2 separate regions of the Sus scrofa genome follow, and region 2 is linked to region 1. A link is a contact called in public HiChIP or PLAC-seq data. All regions are on one chromosome and are shown on one strand. Each heading gives the region's core, a stretch centred on a gene start, on an enhancer-like site or on the middle of the called end of the contact. The rest is flanking DNA. Distances are from core to core; before and after follow the strand shown. Region 1 overlaps PDGFC (platelet-derived growth factor C). Region 2 overlaps PDGFC (platelet-derived growth factor C).

Region 1 (7,391 bases), core at 1,417-3,916:
AAAAAAAACACTTGCACTAACAATTCATGGGCTGGGCTCCGTGTGATAAGGAAGGATTAGTTATAGACCACTTCATAATACATTAATCTCCTGTTTAACTAACAGGTGAGGAGAGTCAGAAAAATTTAGCTACAGTCCTGCTGGTTACTTCCTTGAAAGAGGTGAAATGTTTAGTCAAAGAGAATGATTGATAATAGCAATACCGCTTGAGGTTTCCTTGAGACCAAGTAAGTCACACTGCTTCCTACAGTCCTGATTCCGTGGAGGCACTACTCTTGAAGTTGAGCTGTGTCGGTGTGACTCCTTACTTAGAGATGCATTTGAAAAAGAAACAAGGAGATACCTCCACCATGAAATTCAAACACAGCAAGTTTCATAATGGGTCTTAAGCCAGTGTGCCAAGGGTATACAGCAAATCATGGTAATGATTAGCCCGTGAGAAAATGGAGGATGATTAACAGTGTATGAATTTCTAAAAATAACATCTAATTTATTACTCTGAACAAAGTATTCTCATTTTCTAAAAGCCCCTTGTAGTTATTTTTGACAAAGTCAGTTATGCTTGTTTTTAATGGGAATAGCCAGAATTAGGGAAAGAAGAAAAAATTACTCGAGTATCAATATTTGTTATATAGGAATATTTCAAGACCACATGTATCATTATGACTCTTCTGTCTACATAGATTTGTATATAAATATGTGTGTTAGCATATATACATGTGTAAACTAATTCACCCATCCATCCATTCATCACTCAACAATCATTTAGTTCTTGCTATATGTGGCCCAAACACCATGCTAAATGTTGGGACTAAAAAGATTATTAGATGGACCTCTGGCCTTCAGAAAGCATTAAATAGTAAGGGGACAGGTATGCGAAAAATATAACTGAAAATAGGAATAGGTGTGATGTGAACCATGCTGGAAAAGATGCTACTCACAGAAGGCATCTCTAAAAATAGGACATTCAGCTGAAATCTGAAGAGTACATGTGCCAAGGGAAGTGGTGGAGCTAATATCATTGATAGTATGAGGTTTTATCAGTCAGCTTTAAAGTGTTGCATGTGGGATCCATTATTTTAAAGTATTCCATGCGCTGAGTTCCTGTTTTGGCAGAGTGGAAGCGAACCTGCGTAGTATCCATGAGGATGCCGGTTCGATCCCTGCCCCTGCTCAGTGGGTTAAGGATCCAGCATTGCCATGAGCTGTGGTGTAGGTTGAAGACACGGCTCGGATCTGGTGTGGCTGTGGTGTGGGCCAGTGGCTACAGCTCTGATTCGACCCCTAGCCTAGGAGTTTCCATATGCTAAAGGTGCAGCCCTAAAAAGCAAAAAATAAATAAAATAAAGGATTCCATGCTCACTGTTTTAAAAGTCACCATGAGGCAGGTCCTGAGAAGATCCGGTGAAACGTCCCACTGTGTGTGTTTGGAACCCATTAGTCATAACTTGATGATAATATAAAGGGCGTTCTTGACCTATGACAGGAGTATTATTGCTGCAGTTGCTGTCCTGAAAAAATGTGATCTTACTTGCCATCTGGTGAACTGGGCTGTCTCGCCCAGGTTGAAGCTCATGGATGACTAAAGCTCTGAGTAGCCCATAGTTACTCAGTCACCCAAAGGCCCACAAGTAAATGGGAAAGTTGTTTATGTCTCCTCGGATTGAAGTCTGCAGAGGGTGAGGGTGGGAAGAGGATACCCTTTGCCCTATCTTTCATTTTCCTGTGGACCTTGAAGAACCTCAGCTCAACTGTCTGTTGACCACATGGGATGAATGAGTCAGTGTCCATGCCTTGGTATCAATCACATGGTTGATTGATACCAGATAAAGGCTGGGGACAAGGAGATTTTTAAAAAGTAATGCAGCCCTTGCCTGCTAAGAGCTTATATTCTAAGTTTATACATCCTCTACTGATACCCTGTTATAAAGGTATTTTACATGTGTATTTTTTTTCATATTTTAAACTCTAATAAGTCAAAAATATCGATAGCTTTGTAATTGAAACCAGAGCACACAAATTGTTAAAAGGATGATCACCACAGCTTTTCAGATAAGTTTTTGAATTAATGAGGTCTAATTTCTATTTGGTTCTATGAAATTACCAAAGTAATATTAATGGGAGTTTTCTCATACTATATATGATTTGGTACCTTTCTACTGTATATGATTTTCTTGCATGTAAGATTAATAAAATGAGGAATTGAAAGGCATCATGGATTTTTGGCATTTTCAGAGAGGAAACTTGAAGTTCAGTGGAAGTAGGTTGGTAAATATTTCTGAATATGTGAATAGAAGTCATGAGATAATTTTTTTTTAAGCTATTCTACCTCTTTTTTCAAGGAGGGAGAAATCTAAGGAAAAACATTTGGAGCAAAAGAGGAAATGAACTGAGTGATACTTTTGAAACTCTTAAAAAGGGCTGAATTTTCTGGTGGCACAGGAACCTATTAAAGGCTATGCTAGGAATCCTGGATATTAAGGCCCCTTGAAGGGGTAATTTTAACAGGATGAGGAAAGAAGCAGAGAGCAAGAGGAAAATTTTAGAAGTGAGAAGAGGAAAATAAAACAAATCTATGGCCAAAAAAACCCAGCCTAGGGATATTGCCCAGGAAGGTGAGTTGAGCCAATTGGGCGTTTAGCCTAGCATTTTCTTATTTCCCTTTTCAGGCCGCAAAATATGAAGTAATCTCCTTAGCAGGACTTACCAGAGTGATCAAATCACCTAACAATCTGAAATGTTTCCTTTAATATGAAGAGTTTCGTTTAGTTTCTTGAGAAGTGACAATCTTCTTTTTTCTTTTTTTTCTTTTTCTTTTGCCTCATTCTTTAATCAGATTCTGAGGAAAATATAATCCCATATAGCCCGTAAATCTTTTGACGCTGGAAATAAAAGTGATGATCTTAGAAAACCACAGCGAAGATGGATTGTTTCAAAACTGCCAAGTCAACTTAAAAAAAAATTTATACCAACGTTAACTAATTTGGTTTCCGGAATTTATACATTTTTTAAAAAAAGTTTTTATTAGCATTCTAAGAGATTAATAGTATAGATCATAACGAACATACTTAAATACATGTGTACTTGGAAGATAATATAAACATGAAAGTGATATAAGTAGAATTTTGCCTATTCTACCTATATCTCAATATTTCCTTAAATACACACATGCATATATGTGTGTTTATGTGTATATGTATAGTTATGTGTATTTTTTACATATTTACATATTAAAATATATATGGAGCATGTATACACACAAATATATCCATGTATTCTTTATAGTGGTCACTGAAGAAAAGGTACAAAAAGCAAACAAAATAGCAGTAAAATTCCAATTTTATGATGTAGACAAAACAGGTGAATGAGAAACTAGAAAGTCTTGGAAATGAATAGACTTTTCACTCAATAATAAAAACTTCCATTAATTAAGCATCTTCCTGCCCTTTTTTTTTTAAAAAAAAAATATTTTTAGGGCCATACCCGAGGCATGTGGAAATTCCCAGGCTAGGGGTCTAAGGAGCTGCAGCTGCCAGCCTACACCACAGTCACAGAGCAACACAGAATCTGAGCCGTGTCTGTGAGCTACACCACAGCTCATGGCAACATTGGATCCCCAACCCATTGAGTGAGGCCAGGGATTGAACCTGCATCCTCATGGATACTAGTCAGGTTCATTATCACTGCACCACCACGGAAACTCCTAATTAAGCATCTTCTTTGTGCCAGACCCATCCTATTATTGCTTCTGGGGACCACTCTGACTGCTGTATCTGGTGAGGAATGAGGGATCTTTTTCTTATCAGAAGAGTCAGAGAGAACCTTTGTCAAATGAGTTCTGAAATGGACTTTTGTGCTCCAAAGGACTTAAGGTGTTGCTTGGCACTGTTGAGGGTGTAAGAAAGACCACTTTGTCCTTCCAAACAGACTTGCAGTCTGTGGAGCCCTAGGTCTGCGCTGGTACCAGGCTGCACTTGGAACAGTTTGGTGAAAGTGCTGTGGTTGAGGGATGGGGGAGCTTGGAGCTCCTGTCCCTGGGCTGCCTGCTTAGAGAGCAGACCCTGCATGGGACAGGGCTCCTTGTTGGCACATTTGCTCAGTCCCTCAGCACCTCCATGACTCTATGTTTTTTCTCTGGCTTCATGATACACTGCTATTTACAAGTTATTCAGAAGTTGGTTTCCATGGATATTATTGCCATAGAAAATGACCATCTGATGATAGCAGTGCCCCATAGACCTTGGAAAAGAATAAAACTTTCTGGAACATATAGTAGGGTTCTGTGTTTAAGCTCCTTTTTTATATATAATGAAGTATAGTGTTCATTTACAATGTTATGTTAGTTTCAGATGTACAGAGAAATGATTCAGTTATACATACATATATTTTTTTTTTAGTCTTTTCCCTTATAGGCTATTACAAAATGTTAAGTAGAGTTCCCTGCCTTATACAGTAGACATAACTATGTACATCAAAGGAAATGTGATTTGGCTGTTAAACCAGAAAAAAAAAGGTGGGGGGGAGGCTAAGATTTTTAAAAAGGCCTTCTGGACTGTCTAGTGCAGCACTTTATTTTGCCAAGAGGAACTTAACATCTAGAGTCATTTTTTTTTATTGAACAGTTATTTCCTTAAAATAGCAGTTCATGAGTCAAGATTAAAGCCCTCTGCTCATCTGTTTGTGTTTTTTTAAAGTACTAGCCATGCATCTGTTCTTACTGACTTTAAAATTTTCAGTAATGAATTATGCTGGCTGGCCTAAATTTTTTTTAAACTCTGAGAATATCTTTTTTCATAAATGATTCAATTATCAAATAAATTTTAATGAGTATAAATACTCAAAATAAAAACCTAGTGTTTGTTTTCTTTTTTTTAAAGACTCCTATTCAGGAACTGTGCCTAAATTCTCTAGTCTCCTATGAGAAAGAATATTTTTATTTCACCTTGGTGTATTCTAAAACAAACTCATTTTCTCATTTTCACAGACGTTATCACTCAAAGGTAAATTTGTGTATCTAAACAGATGAGCCTTTTAAAATGCATTTTACTGCTAATCAGCCATTTAAATATTTTCTTTTAAAATCAGGCCTGGAGTCATGATAATACTTTAGTAAATACTGCATGAATCTTGTCCAAATTTTATTATCACACTACTGTTTTTGTTTTCTTTTTTTTTTTTTACAGCCACACCCGTGGCACATGGAAGTTCCCAGTGCAGGGCTTAAATCTGAGCAACAGCTGTGGCTTATGCTGTGGCTGCTGCAGCAGCACTGGATCCTTTAACTCACTGTGCAGGGCCAGGGATGAAACCTCCCCTCCACAGCTGCTGCAGTCAGATTCTTAACCCACTGTGCCACAGTGGGAACTCCTTATCACACTACTTAAATATTGCTCTCAGCTTTAGATAAACCCGTATCTAGTGTACCCTGGTCCCTGCAAGTGGGGAGGCAATTCGCATAGATTAAAAAACCAGTAACCTAACCAATGGTAATCCTTTAACAATTTCCTTTCATAATGTGTTTAGGCAATGGAATTCAGCTATTCAAAGAGCATATTTGGTTTGTAGGTAAACAGGACACAGAAGGAGCAGTCTGTGCGGTGCCTTAGAGTGACGGTAAATTGTGGGACTTCTGTTCCTGGCATGGTCTTAGTGTTGGGTGGATGAGAGGAAACGTATTGCCCTTCTTTCTTATCTTAAATTTTGACGCCCTTTAGGTAAGCCTTGCTGCATACATTCCCATTTCAATATTCCTAGTTACCCTAAACTCAAGAGGAAGTCCTACTTTTTCCAGTAGACACCTAGATCTGCAGGCACGTTCTCCTTCATTCTTAACTCTTTGTACTAAAAGTAGAATGGAAAACAAACAAGATGATAACCCACAAGAGAAAAATCTGGCTTACATCTAAGGTGAATGTTCATTTCATTTTTTAAATTTAGTTCCTCAACTTTCAGTACTACCGTGGTTTAGTTGTTGGCATGTGTAATAAAAGTACATTGTCTATGATTTATATGAACTGTTTTTTTAATTAAAATATAGTTGATTTACAATGATGTGCCAATTTCTGCTGTACGGCAAAGTGACGCAGTCTAACAGACAATACATTCCTTTTCTTACATCATCTTCCATTATTACTGATTTAATAGTGACTCACGCAATATATGCTTAATAAATAGTGGCATACCACAGAGCATCACACTAGGCAGGCCTAAATGTTAATGAAGTTTTGTTGTCCAAATAATTACCTGATAGTAATGAAGAGTAAGAGAAAGATCCATAGAGGGAAGAAACGTGAACACTGTCTCGAGAGCGATCTGTGAATTGACACAGTAACGTTTGCTGCCTAAATCTTGGCATTAGTTCAGGAGTTGCTCAATTTTACAAGGTAATGCTCCTGTAAAAGTGTATCCTTCCCCAGAAGTAATAGTTGGCTGAAAATGGGTTTTTCTACCTTCAGAGGACTGATCAGTCTTGGAAGGAATGCTGAGCTATACATTAAAGATTTCATCCCCCAACAATCAAGTTGACAGTGCTCTTATACCTATAACATAGGATGTAAAATACAGATACAAAATTTAAGAATTCAGTATTTTAACAATCTGTGATAAGTTTGTTTTCTACTAGTGAAAGAGCAGCTGTTAATAGTAATAGCAAGATAGATTTGCTTAATGGTTCCAGGCAGGGACACTTCAGGAGGAAAAGCCTGGGGGCTGGTTCTGAGCTCTGCCCTGAGTCACAAGTAGTGATTCCTGCAACTTAGAGCAGGATGGGGAGCTCTTGGGAGTTTGCTCTTTCAAAAGGCGGAGTCCAGTTATGTTTGTGGTTGTGTTGATAGCAATTATTAAAAAAAAAAAAGAAAAAAACTTCCCACTGTGGTTCTGTGGGTTAAGAACCCCACGAGGCGCAGCCCTAAAAAAGAAAAACAAAACTGCTATCTTATTCCATAGGCACCATTCTAAATACTTCATATACATTCTTTTGTTGACTTTTCACAGCAGCCTTGAGAGTTAATGAATATTATCCCCATTTAAAAGAAGACAGTCTGGGGAGTTGCAATCAGAATTCTCAACAGTGGCTTTGGGGCTAGATAGCCGGTTGTGTCCTGCTTAGCTAAAGAAAGTATTGTGTAATGGTTAAGAATATGGCTCTGAAGCCCAAAGCAAGGCCCTGCTCTGCTCTGTTACTCTTAAATGTATGACTTTTGCCTTGTTACCTGACATATTTGTACCTCAGTTTCCCCATCTGTAATATGGGTATAATAATAGGATCTTCAGAAGTTCCCATTGTGGCTCAGCGGGTTAAGAACCCAACATAGTCTCCATGAGGACACAGATTTGATCTCTGGCCTTACTCATTGGGTTAAGGATCCATCAATGCCACAAGCTGTGGTATA
Region 2 (7,391 bases), core at 2,629-5,128, 120 kb before region 1:
CTCATGATATACATAGCCTAGGAAAAGGGTCCTAAGTGAGCTGCTGGTGGCTGGTGATGCTGGTGCTTTTGTACCTCTGGGTAAAGCTACTATTACTTTCTGGTTCATTCCTTACTTTTCTTATAAAACTAAATGTTAGAAATGACATGACATCCAGTTCTTACTAGCTTTTGCCAGGATTGGTTCTAGAGGATCTCCAAGATTTCCTCTAAGATTGTAGTCAGGAGGGTGGGTAAAGGAGAAGCAATTCTTTTCGCACTCTGTGATTTTTGTAGAAAATCAGAGGTCCTTCTAGTAATGCACAGCTAGGAAATGTGAAGTGTTATGACTCATTGTATTTAGCCTTGGGGCAGTATAGAAAGCTTCTTGGCTGGGAAGGAATTCCTTTCAGTTCCCTCGTCCTTCTCCTCCCTGGGCTGTGAGCTCTCCTCCTCCCTCTGAATAGGTAGTTCTCTCTTTGCTCAGACATTCTTCTGGGCTTAGCTGCTGTGTAACCTTCTAACCCCTCATTAATAATTTCCTGAGGCTGGTTTGTTATAAAGAAACATTGCAGCACAGACAGTGAGAGAAAGTGTGTGTGTGTGTGTGTGTGTGTGTGTGTGTGTGTGTGCGCGTGCACCCATGATGTCTCCTTAATGACCAGCTCAAATGGTATTAATGCTGTGCAGGAAAAAACAAGTACGCATTAGATACTTTTTCTTTACTTTGCATTTTCAGCAAGTAGATCACAGCCTTAGGCAGAAGGTGACGAATGCTTTTTAATGTCTCTCTGTGATTCAAATGAAATGCCTCACTTTCCAGATCGTACACATATTTCAATGGCTTGAGTATTTAAAGGAGCAATCATCACAATCACAAATATGTCAAAGACTTTTTTTTTTTTTGCGTTTTTTGGGCTGCACTTGTGGAATATGGAGGTTCCCAGGCTAGGGGTTGAATTGGAGCTGCAGCTGCTGGCCTAAACCACAGCCACAGCAATGCGGGATCTGAGCGGTGTCTGTGACCTACACCACAGCTCATGGCAACGCCAGATCCTTAACCCACTGAGCGATGCCAGGGATGGAACCCGAATTCTCACGGATACTAGTCAGGTTGGTTGCCACTGAGCCACAATGAAAACTCCTGTCAAAGACTCTTTAATATCAGGAAACCGGAGAATACATTTCTCTCTGTCTCTCTCTCTCTCTCTCTCTCTTTTTTTTTTTTTTTTTGAGGCAAGAAATAGATCTATTAAGATAGGACTCTTGTGAGGGATGTAAGCAGGCAGGCAAGGAGGCTGTGCCCATTTGTCTCTTTTTTGGTTCTTCACAAAAATAAGTTTTTTCTAGTCTTTTGAGGAGATCACCCAGGAGCTGGGCATCTGGGCTTGCATTTCTACACTGTCACCCATTCTCACCTTCCTCTGATTCCAGCTACACACACTACACACGCACTCAGTGAACTTGACCCTGGTTGGGCTGTGGGGCAGTGGCCAGCAGAGCAGTCAACCTCCCAGAAGAAGTGCTGGGAATTATCCAAAGCTGCTGTTACTCAAGGGGTAGAGTGAGGTGATCAAAATACTGTCTCCCCACGGGAAAATGCTCACATGTCATGTTAGGTGAAAAGACAAGTTGGGATTATAAATACTTTTACGTGTGCCTGTGGATCCAGAAAGTAGAAGAAAACATGCTCGGGTGTTCTTAGTGTTTTATCTACAAGGGCTCTAGCAAACCAGTGAGGGTGCTGGTCTTTTCCCTTCTGCAATACATTTAATATTTTAAAAAAATCTCTGTAGTAAGCTCACATTACTATCATAGGAGAAACAATGCTGTACTAATTTTGGAAACCAAATTTAAATGAGGGGGGAGCCAGTACAAACAATACAACATTTTGTAAAGGAACACACGTAAGCTGCAAGCCTTGCTTTTAGGAGCGAGGAGGTGGCATTTCTCAAGGTGGCCCTTCAGGGTTGAGAGCCCTTGGTTTATCCTGGAGGCTGGATGTGGCTACAGTCAAGGGCAGTGGGGGCCTCTGTGGCAGTCGGCAAGGGCGAGCCATCCACCACAATGATCTGTGTTGTTTTTGGCAGTTTACAAGGAATGTTTTCACAAGACCTAAGAGTTTTGTCTGGGAGGAGAGAAGTGAGCTGCCAGCATTTGGCACCATATGGGTTTTTTTTTCTTTCTCTCTCTTTTCTTTTTTTTAAGCTTAACATGTAGGCTGTACATCCTGCTCTTAAGCCTTAAAGATCAAGAAGATATTGTGGGATTTTAAAAATTTTTTTGTACACTTGTTAGAAACATCTGGAACATGCCACAAGGTTGCACACGATGGGCTTTGTTTTGTTTATAGACGAGTGTGTGATATAAACCAGGATGAAAAAACCGCACAAGACCTGCCTTCCTACAGCTACATGATCCTAGGGTACTCCTGATCTGAGGTCTGTGTGGACTTCAGAATCCTGCTAGTCCTGTTCACCCAGACTGGCGGATGGAGAAGCATAGGGTACTTGCCTTTTTCTATGTACAGCAGGACCTTCAGACCTTCAGGTGGACCTGCCCCTGGCCTCAGGTCAGGCAGCTTCCATCAGGGCTGCATGGCCCTGCCTGAGGGGCACACTCTCACACTTTAGGTTCCCCCCCATTTAAAAATTTATTTTAAGATATTTAGTTCAGATATTTTCATCTTATGCAAGTGGATTTTCTTTTTTATTAAAATATAATTTTTACTGTACAGCAAAGTGATTTAGTTATACTTACATATCTGTATATGTACATTCTTTACATATACGTGTGTATTTACACACATTCTTTTTCATATTCTTTTCCATTGTGGTATAGTCAATCACAGGATATTAAATATAGTTCCCTCTACTCTACAGTAGAACCTCATTGTTTATCCATCCTATATATAGTTTGCATCTGCTAATCCCAAACTCCCCGTCCATCCTTCCCCCACCCTCCTCTTGGCAACCACAAGTCTGTTCTCTGTATCTGTGAGTCAGTTTCTGTTTCATAGATAAGTTCATTTGTGTCATATTTCGGATTCCACATTTAAGTACTATCATATGATATTTGTTCTGTGACTGTCTTTTTAGAAATTTGAGACTAAAAATTATTTCAAACTCCAGGTATAAAGCACATAGAAAACTCTGCTCTAGGGAATACTGTTTTAGTTTTGGAAGAAACACTACCGTTTGTATTTATGACACTGAAGGTCGAGTTAGGGGAATGAGGAAAAAAAAGACTAGCAGTGATGACTTGGTTGAAGCCTGTGGTTCAAGTTATGCCTCAGTTAAGATACTTATTTTGGGATATCCCCACTCAGCAGTATATCTGTCACAAAAGCAGTGAAATTGGTAATCATATAACCAATTAACAAACCAAATAACAAACTGCACAAATGATACATTTCTTGAATCTCCTTTTTTCATGTTGCCCTCATACTTCATGGCCATGCCTTCATTTTGATGTTTAATTCTTATAGTCCATGGTGTGAATGAAAAACTTCTGCCTGCTGAGTCTGGAACCCCTCCAAGTGCACTGACCTCTGAGATTCAGCCATCTCAGAGGAAAATCTAAATTAAAAGGGAGTTTTGAGTAGGGAAGTAGATGTGGAGGTTTGCATAGGGAAGCAAGTGCCACAGCAACCCTCTGTAAACTGTAGAGGGTTGGGATGCCCTTGGTGGAAGGTTGGGGCAGCAGCTGTGCATCCACAGATCCTGAGTGAAGGGCCTCTGGGCAGAGCTGGTGTGTGCTGCTGCGATTTTCCCCCTTTGGTCTTCCATCCTGTTTACTTTCTAGTGGCAAGAATCGGACGACATCAGTGGGCAATGCCTTGTCCATCCTGCTGACCTCCTTTCCTTCCGTGGCTGGAGACTTCTGCGGTGACTCATTCCTGCCATGTGGTGGGGCCATCTCAGCCGTGATGACAGCCCTCCTTCCAGCCTTCTCTGGCAGAGCCCTGGGCCTTGGCCTTCTTCACTCAAGCAGTTCTGAAAATTATTTTGACCTTCTGAGGTAGACTTGAGGGTGTCTTTTTAATGCTTTTGTTCTGGACATGTTCAGGGTGACCAGAATCTTTAAAAATCCAGGAAAGGCTCTGGGAGTGTCTTGGGTAGGATGTTGTCAGGGGATTTCTCCTCTTGTCTGGGGGATGAAGTCATCTTCTGAGTCACAGAGGGCTTGGCAGCAGGGCAGAGTGCAAGGCTAGCTCTCGCCCTGGCTCCAGGGCCACATCCTGACCTGCCCTTCAGTTCAGGTTGTCCTGATGACAAGGAGGTGGATCCTGATAAAAGTTAGGAGCTCTGCCTTTAAGTGACCTTGGCAAATTCAAGCTCATTGTTGCCTAAGAAAAAAGGATTTGTTGCTTAAAAAAAATTTGCAAGCTCATTAAATGAAGAAACAATACCAAGACTATTTTTCAGATTTCTGTCTTTCATTTTTTTTTTCTTCTTCTTTTTTTAATGGCAGCACTGGCAGCATATGGAAGGTTCCCAGGCTAGGAGTCAAATTGCAGTTGTAGCTGCGGCCTACGCCATGCCATGGCAATGCAGGATCCGAGCTGCATCTGAAAGCTATAGCATAGATTTTGGCAATACCTACTTAACCCACTAAGTGAGGCCAGGGATCAGACCCACATCCCCACTGTCACTATGTTGGTTCTTAACCCACTGAGGGAACAGGAACTCCCATTTTTCAAAGAGGATCAAAAGCTTACTCTGACATATTTATGATTTTCATTGCTAAATAAATGACATCATCTGGGGTGAAATGTTGTATAACATTCTTTTAAATGAGTTGGTCTCTTTTTCTGATCTCTACATTTTGTGTTTCAGGTTAGTTCTTATATGCTGTGCAACCAGAGCTATTATTTTTGCCTCAGTCTGGGTCCATATTCTATATTTTTTGTGGTAGATAAGGAGACATATTATAATTTCACCTTAAATTTCTCGATGTTTAAAATGATATTTCTCTATATCTTCCCTGTCCAGTGTGAATGATACTCATTAAGAATACTTTCTGCGGATTCACTCTACTCCTTTTTTCATATTCTATGGGCTTTTTTGATAGGTAGCATATAACCTATTTTATCCATTTCTTACATAAATAATACATGCCTCTGTAGTTTACAAGAAAAACTTTGAAGGTTACAGCATCCTGTTGGGGGAATGATAAACGGTACCAAACCAAATAGAAGAAGAGGAGAGAATATGAGTTCTGTTTTCTTCATCCTCAGCAGTTGATTGGGATAAGGTACGGTCCTGTGTGGAAGCCAGGGATAATGAGCCGGATGATGCAGGAGTCATATGATCCCCATGAGTAGATGCCAGAATAGAGAGGGGTCCAGATTAGATATTTTTCACATTAGAATGGAAACTAAACTGCTTCTCAGTCTGGATGGTCATTAAAATTCCCAAGGTGTTTTCTGCAAGATTATGAGCTGTTAGCCAGCATCCAGGCCACATGAGTAATTGCTCTGTCAATCGGTCCTGCAGTTTCATTGTATAAGGTCCTTGCATCCACCTCCTGAGCTAAACTGTAACATTCAGGGAGAAGGCCCTCTTTAACTAGAGGGATTGATTTCTTTAATCAACAAACTCATAAATGTGTATTGGTTTTTTTTCCCCCCCACCTTCGGAAATGAGACAGTGGTTGTTTAACTTCTATAAATTGGAGTTAAGTTTTTTTTTTTCATTTTTTGTCTTGTCTTTTTTAAAACATTTTTATTATTGGGCCACACACACAGCATATGGAACTTCCTGGGCCACAGCCTGAACCTGAGCCACAGCTGCAGCAGTGCTGGATCCTTAACCTGCTATGCCACTTCCTTTCTTTTTTTTCTTTTAAATCTTTGGTGCTTTATTTTTGTCTTTTTAGGACCACACCCATGGCATATGGAAGTTCCTAGGCTAGGGGTCAAATCAGAGCTGTAGTTGCTGGCCTACACCACAACCACAGCAATGTCAGCCAGGTCTGCAACCTTCACCACAGCTTATGGCAATGCTGGATTCTTAACCCACTGAGAAAGGCCAGGGATTGAACCCACATCCTCATGGATACTAGTCAGGTTCATTACCACTGAGACACAGTGGGAACTCCCAAATCTTTTGGATTTTGATTTAGATTTTTGTGCAGGAGAAAATGTATTGCTGTTTTAAGTTTTCACTACTGAGATTATATATGCATTTCTATTTTGAAGTATTAGGAGAGGTCTAGACTCTTCATTAGGGGTGAACTGGGATGCAGATAGGATGCCCTCAGTCATTTATTCCTTAAACAAACATTTCCTGAACATTGATTACATAGGCAGCACAATGCTAGACACAGGTGATAGTAGCGATGGACAAAATATCCTGAAACCTCTGAGACAGGCTGGGGTCTGGGACTCTTTGCTGAAATATCTGCAGTGCTTACACCTGGACAAACATCTCCTTCAGCAACAGATACAAGGAAATGATAAGGTCTAAAAATAATTGCAAGCATGTGCAATTGGGGCAAATTATAGTATACAAAAGGCCACAAAGCAGCAGCCACTTCTAGAGTGCAAAAGCAGGGTCCTGCACATAATCCTTCCAAACAGCATCATAAAGGGGGTGGGTAGACCACCCAAACCACCCTTCCAGCTGGACCCATGGATCTACCTTTACCCTCATCCCATTTAGAGGACCAGCATGCCCCACCCCTGCTAGGAGCAGGGGCTTCTGTTACTTGTTTTCAAACCCTCCTGCTGCAGCAGGAGCCACAATAAGCCTTGCCTGAACTTCTCCTCTGGCCTCTTATCAATTTCTATTGATTAAAGAGTCCAAAGACCAATGTCAGTAACACTCCAACCTTGTGGACTTTGCATTCTAGTGAAGAGAGAAGAATGATAGACACAGAAGGAAGCTATTGGTGTCATAGGGCACGACCAGGGCTGGGTATTGGAGGATGAGGAGTGTGTGAGCTTAGACCATGGTGCTGCAGTTTAGAATAGCTCATGGTGCCGCAGTTTAGAATAGCTCATGGTGCCTTCACAAAGGTGGTTTTGAGCTAGGGTTCGAGGGGATGGGGAGAAGGCCTCACAAAGGGGCCAGCAGGAGAAGCAGGCCCCTTGGCAAGGACTGTGCCAGACATGGCACACATGAGGACAGCAAGGGGATGGCTGGAACAGGATGAGATGATAACATGGCATGCATGGGGGTGGCTGAAGCAAGATGAGTAGTGACTCTCTGGAGACTGTTACTTCTGCTGGATGGAGAATAGACTACAGGGCAGGAAGGAAGAACATAGTGTCTTAGATCAGAATAAAGGAGGTGAGTGGTCAGATTTTTGATATGTTCTGAAATCAGAGCTTTTAGAATTGTGGAGCATTGTAACTGAGTTGTAAGGAGGAAGCTTGAAGCTCTTGCCTAAGGGTCTGGATGGGCATCT

The links. HiChIP or PLAC-seq counts read pairs in DNA pulled down with a chosen protein or histone mark.
Region 2: an H3K27ac HiChIP or PLAC-seq map of alveolar macrophages shows a contact between it and region 1. The contact joins two enhancer-like sites. A contact is called at or near these places in 3 of 47 Hi-C or Micro-C datasets (embryonic fibroblasts, fetal heart ventricle and liver) and 1 of 2 datasets of contacts at active chromatin or transcription factors (alveolar macrophages).

The regions. Positions count from the first base shown.
Region 1 is chr8:45,655,441-45,662,831 of Sscrofa11.1, reverse strand. All of the region lies in intron 2 of PDGFC (platelet-derived growth factor C), which reads left to right. Among named protein-coding and RNA genes, the nearest start is that of PDGFC, 150 kb to the left of the region's middle. Within about 2 kb of position 2,666, at least 6 of the 83 cell types and tissues checked have an H3K27ac peak or open chromatin away from gene starts, as enhancers often do. A contact at or near this core is called in alveolar macrophages, where this site is marked.
Region 2 is chr8:45,776,323-45,783,713 of Sscrofa11.1, reverse strand. All of the region lies in intron 1 of PDGFC (platelet-derived growth factor C), which reads left to right. Among named protein-coding and RNA genes, the nearest start is that of PDGFC, 29 kb to the left of the region's middle. Within about 2 kb of position 3,878, at least 33 of the 83 cell types and tissues checked have an H3K27ac peak or open chromatin away from gene starts, as enhancers often do. A contact at or near this core is called in alveolar macrophages, where this site is marked.